Linked DNA regions of Pan troglodytes: region 1 is linked to region 2. The links are chromatin contacts, called in public Hi-C maps. All regions are on one chromosome and are shown on one strand. The core of a region is the stretch at or near the end of the contact, and the rest is flanking DNA. Distances in the headings are between cores, read along the strand shown.

What was found. Hi-C and Micro-C count contacts between places; a contact is called where the count stands out from the background.
Region 1: a Hi-C map of induced pluripotent stem cells shows a contact between it and region 2, with 2.3 times the contacts expected there. The contact joins two enhancer-like sites. A contact is called at or near these places in 2 of 7 Hi-C or Micro-C datasets (both in induced pluripotent stem cells) and 1 of 1 datasets of contacts at active chromatin or transcription factors (stem cell-derived excitatory neurons).

What each region holds. Positions count from the first base shown.
Region 1 is chr7:7,853,611-7,856,310 of NHGRI_mPanTro3-v2.0_pri, forward strand. All of the region lies in intron 2 of DLGAP2 (DLG associated protein 2), which reads left to right. Among named protein-coding and RNA genes, the nearest start is that of DLGAP2, 240 kb to the left of the region's middle. Within about 2 kb of position 1,366, at least 4 of the 24 cell types and tissues checked have an H3K27ac peak or open chromatin away from gene starts, as enhancers often do. A contact at or near this core is called in induced pluripotent stem cells, where this site is marked.
Region 2 is chr7:7,592,526-7,595,392 of NHGRI_mPanTro3-v2.0_pri, forward strand. The region is part of intron 1 of ERICH1 (glutamate rich 1); the gene reads right to left. Among named protein-coding and RNA genes, the nearest start is that of ERICH1, 13 kb to the right of the region's middle. Within about 2 kb of position 1,321, at least 2 of the 24 cell types and tissues checked have an H3K27ac peak or open chromatin away from gene starts, as enhancers often do. A contact at or near this core is called in induced pluripotent stem cells, where this site is marked.

The DNA.
Region 1 (2,700 bases), core at 116-2,615, 260 kb after region 2:
AAGCTGCGCTTGGGCAAACCCTTAGCGTGACCCCCTGACTCCCCCAGGGAGTCACACATTGATTGTCATCTGATCTCCTGGGATGTGTATTGGCATTTGTCTGAGTAACTTGGTGCTTCTGTGAGAATAGTGCTGTTTCTTAGGTTTTTTTTTTTTGACAGAGTCTCACTCTGTCACCCAGGCTGGAGTGCAGTGGTGCGATCTGGGCTTATTGCAAGCTCTGCCTCCCGGGTTCACACCATTCTTCTGCCTCAGCCTCCCGAGTGTCTGGGACTACAGGTGCCCGCCACCACGCCCGGCTAATTTTTTGTAGTTTTTATAGAGACGGGGTTTCACCGTATTAGCCAGGATGGTCTCGATCTCCTGACCTTGTGATCCGCCCACCTTGGCCTCCCAAAGTGCTGGGATTACAGGCGTGAGCCACCGTGCCCGGCCCGTTTCTTAGTTTTTAGTTGTCACACAGTGTGCATGACAGAGTGACTAGATAGGGGTTCTTTCTGTTTTTATTTCTAGATTGAAATTTTGCATGGTAACAGCAGACAGGTAATACCTGTCTAGGTGGCTGCCACCGCAAAGCCCATGTTATCACTCTGATTGTCAGGACTGAATGCCATAGTGGTCTTGAGAATTCTCTATGAACTCTGTGGACTGCAGAGCCCTTCTCATTACAAAAGAACTGCCATTACACACAGATAGAAACAGCAATAGCACAGCAGCTCCCCCGTCCCTGACGGTGGCTGCCAGCAGCCTTCGTAGCACAGTCTGTGCATAAAGCAGGAGGAAAAGCCACCGGCCGCCCTGTCCTGCTGCCGGGGTTGCGCACCGGGCGAGGGCTCTGGGACGTCGGGTAGCAGCACCACCTGCTGGACACCGGTGGCTGCACTCGGCTGCACCTGGGGCTGGAACGGCTTCAGGCTCCCAGGAAGGCGCCTCCCAAGAGAGACTTTCTAGTTCGCTCTGGGATGGCATCCCTGGCTCCGGGTGCGCCCGCATCTGCCAGGAAGACTGTCTTTCAATTGAACACAGCAGCCGAGTCATGCTTTACAGTTGTTCTTACTGTAAGAACAACCCAGGAGCCCGGGGAGCTGCATCTGCAGGGCTGCCCCACACCCTCTACCAGGAATCTCCCGGGGTCCACGCTCGTTCCTGTCAGGGGCTGGGCGCCAGGTGGTTTGGGCCCTGGGGACGGGGGCGGGGGTCCTGTCAGCAGAGGGGTCCTGTCAGCAGAGGGGTCCTGTCAGCAGGGGCTCCCTCACACAGGACGTAATTTTGCGGGAAGGATTTTCATGTTGAGCTGGCCTTGCACTTGCTGCGACAGGCCCCGCACGTCCGCGCGGCTCAGCCCTGCCCTTACACTAAGCGTACAGACGGTGGCGGCTGTGTTCCAGTAAGATGTGGCCCGTGGAGTCTGTGGTGGCTGCAGGTTGCCGATCCTGGACCCACAGGTTGCCGGGCCCCTCGGTGTGCCTGCCAGTCTCACACCAACCGGCCCAGGCCCCGCTGGCCTCAGCCTGGTCACCACCTCCACACGCGGCGCTGTCTGCTCTTGGCCCGGCCATCCTGTCCTGGCCCTCCCTGCCCACGGCTCCGGGAAGGGCTCTGCCAAGAGACTTCTCCATTCCCACCCGTCACCTTTGAGGATCCGGCTCCCCGGTCCCTCCTGTGCCAGCCAGCATGTGCCATGGCTCCCCGACCCTGTGCCAGCCCGTGTGTGCCATGGCTCCCGACCCCGTGCCAGCCCATGTGTGCCATGGCTCCCCAACCCTGTGCCAGCCCGTGTGGGCCATGGCCACACCGACCCCGTGCCAACCCGCGTGTGCCATGGTTTCCACCGACCCCGTGCCAGCCCGCATGCGCCATGGCTTCCCTGATCCCATGCCAGCCCGCGTGTGGGCCATGGCTCCCCCGACCCCGTGCCAGCCCTCGTGTGCGCCATGGCTCCCCCGACTCCGTGCCAGCCCGCGTTTGCGCCATGGCTCCCCCCCGACCCCGTGCCAGCCCGCCTACGCCATGGCCCCCCGCGAGTGCGCCATGGCTCCCCCGACCCCGTGCCAGCCCGCGTGCGTCATGGCCCCACCGCGTGTGCGCCATGGCTCCCCCGACCCCGTGCCAGCCCGCGTGCGCCATGGTTCCACTGACCCTGTGCCAGCCAGTGCGGGCTGATCTGCTGCCCAGCTGTGGGCGTCCTGAACCCCAGGCTGTGGGACAGCTTGGGCCGGGAGAGAAGATCTTTCACTTTGATTTGGGGCATAGGTGGAGGCTCCCCGCTACGGCCCTGTGTGGAGGACCCTGTTTCCTGGGTGCTGTGATGCCACTGGCCTCAGCCCTGGCTCCTCATGCGTGTCGCCTGCGGGCGTGAGGTCCGTGCAGAGGAAGGAAGAGGACGGAAGACGTGAGCTTAGCCCGCCCTGGGTGCAGGAAGAGTGGGTGAAGCGGGCGACAGGGTCCCATGCGAGCGCGGCCCTCGTGGTGGAGGCTTCTTCCTCTTCCTTCCTCAGGCCCGACCTCCATCTCTCCCACCACACCACCACGCCTGCTGGGTGATGGCGGGGTCACAGCAGGGGAGACGTTGGCTCCTCCGCTCTGCTCCCTGAGCCCCACGGGGCCTGAGTGCAGAGGAAGGAGGTGAAGTAAGCGGTGACAGTGGGTTCCTCAAGGCGCCGTGGAAGGCGAGGCTGCGTTCTCAGAGCCAGGCCGGGG
Region 2 (2,867 bases), core at 71-2,570:
ATATTTCTGCCCTGATTTAAGTGTGGTTAATAAACAGGCATTGGTCTCAAAATAGCATAGTGGATAAGGTGTGGGGAAAAGTTAATGAAATGAATTCTTTTAACCTCATAAAATTTAGAAAAAAGATAGCTGCTTTAGAATAACCAAAAGTCGCACAGTGGAAATCAGCACTCCTGAAACAACTGCCTGGTGCCTTTAGGAACAGGGAGGCGGGGACTTGGCCTGACTAGAGGCGTGCAGGGATCTGTCATGGGCCCCCTGAGAGGAGACGCTGGGGGTGGCTTCTAGGCGAGGCAGGGAGGCTCCACGGCCCTACATGGGAACACTGTAGCTGAAGGCACAAATCCTTCCTAATTCTGGCCTCTGGGACAAACACGTGATAGAAATAACCCTCCTACAGGCCCCGCTGTTAAGAACACTATGTGGGTTTCCACGCAATGCTCACCAGAGCTCCCCGTGCCCTCCGTGGATGGACCATGAAAACCCTGAGCACAGAGCTCAGTGGGAGTGAGGTGTAGTGTGGTCATGAACAAGGTGGCTGCTCACTCAGACTCTCCACCTCCGCGGCTCCCAGAGAGTGAGCACAAAGCCTGCTTTTGCTGGGAGGAAACGACCTCTGGTTAAGTGGAAAACCTGAACTGAAACGATGTGATCCCTGAGACCCCGGGCTCTTCACCAGGTCCTGGCAATGAGAGGATCCCCATACGCTATATTTTGAATATGATGCAGAAATGCACTAGCACAGGATACCTCAAAAGCTCCTGCTGGCTGTGGTGAGCGGGTCCCACCCCTACAGAAAGGCCTTGCCTCAAGCATACCTGCCCGGCGGAGACACCTTGGCTCTCAGGGAGCAACAGGTGGTCTGTGAAATGCTTTTAAAAATGTGCTGCAGTGCTCCCAGGTATGTTCAAAAGAAGGTTCCAAGACTTCAGATAAAAATCCAATGGTAACATTTCCTTCAAATGTCAAAGAAGAAAATGTCCTATGCCAGATGACCAAGCTGGTGATGAGCAGAGGAGATGGTAGGCAGATAAGATGCACTTTATCCAACATCTTCATAAACCAGAACAAATTCTAAGACAAAACCATAACCAGCCGCCCAATTCTGCAAACAAGGACAGGGGCGCTCAGAGCTAAAGCCTTGCTGGGCCTGGGGCAGCCAACGCGGACATGTGGCTGAAGTCGCCTCCCCAGGCACAGCTGCCTGCGAGTGTCTGGAGCCAGGAAAATGCTACGGAGAAATCCCAGGCGATGGTCAGAGCCAGGCAATGCTGCAGAACGCCTGAGGCTGGGCAGGCACAAGACAGTCCCAGGGAGGGGGGCAGGCCAGGGCAGGCCCTGACTAAACAGCCACCGCCAGGAGACGCTGGGCCCAAGCAAGCATCAGATGACAGAGTTTTCTGAAACAAGGCAGCTGATCCCAAAGAAAATGGCAGAACACACCAGGGTAAGGATCGGAGCGCACTGAGAAACGGCACAACACATCAGGGTTTGGATCAGAGCGCACTGAGAAACCGCACAACACACCAGGGTACAGATTGGAGTGCACTGACAAACCGCACAACACACCAGGGTACAGATCGGAGCGCACGGAGAAACCGCACAACGCACAACACACCAGGGTACAGATTGGAGTGCAATGACAAACCGCACAACACACCAGGGTATGGATCGGAGCGCACGGAGAAACCGCACAACACACCAGGGTACGGATTGGAGCGCACTGAGTCTGGCCCCAGGTCACAGTCTTTCAAGGCTTCCTGAGGCAGATTTGGGAGCTAAAAGCGACATAATAAGAATGTGCCTTAAAAAAAAAGAAAGGTAGGGAGCATTTTCACTGAATTCCATCCACTGCCTGAAATAAATTACATTTATAGCCTAATTAACAGTGGTTTTCCACCAACACTGTTAAATTTCATGTTTCAAATGAAAATATCTGATATAGGTGTACAGTACATTTCGAATCTTTATAAAAATTCTAAAATGGAAGTAGAAGGCGGGAACAATCTAAAGTCAGCTGGCTTTAAATTCAGAGTGACAGCTGACAGGGGTTTCTCAGGGATAACTGACAAGGCAGAGGCCACCCTGGGAGTCACAAGCTCCGCCTTCTGTAACACAGGCATTTCTCTCGGAAGAGATTTACGTGATCCCAGCCTCACCACCTGAAAGCCAGGAATCAATCTGCTGGCACAGCGTGCAGGGACCACAGAACCCCAAGGCCTCTGGGTCTTCAGCCTCTAGGATTTCTGCAATTCCCCTGCACGCCTGCTCAGGCGCCACACGAGCAGATTCGAGAGGGGTGGTTCCCAGAACCATGCAGACCCATGTGTTGTGCGGTTTGTCATTGCACTTCAATCTGTACACTCTGGTGTGTTGTGCATTGTGCGGCTTCTCTGTGCGCTGCCATCTGTACCCTGGTGTGTTGTGCGGTTTGTCAGTGCACATGCCAATGCCCCAACACCCTCCTAAGGAGCTTCCCCATAGACCACCTAGGCAGGTCCTGGACTCACCTCCCACCGGGAGCCCAGGCCCTGGGGCCACTGCCTGGGCTGAGAGCCCGACCCTCGGGGCTTTGCCACACGAAAGCCCCAGGCCTGGCGAGGCTCAGGGAGGCCGTTTCAACCGTGAAAACTTGGGTTTCTGCCCCACCCCAGCCCTGGCTGTTTGAGCCGTCATCCAACAGCAGGCTCCCACATCGACCAGGCTCCGATCCTGCCCCATCCACCCTCCGTGCCCCACTTTGCTCCCATTTTCCTCATCCTCCACCATCATGACACCTCTTGCGGCAGTTATTTTTTGGAACTGCAGTAACTTGGGTCCGGTGTTCTCAGGGTGACACTGAGGTCATTCACTTCTGCAGAACTGCA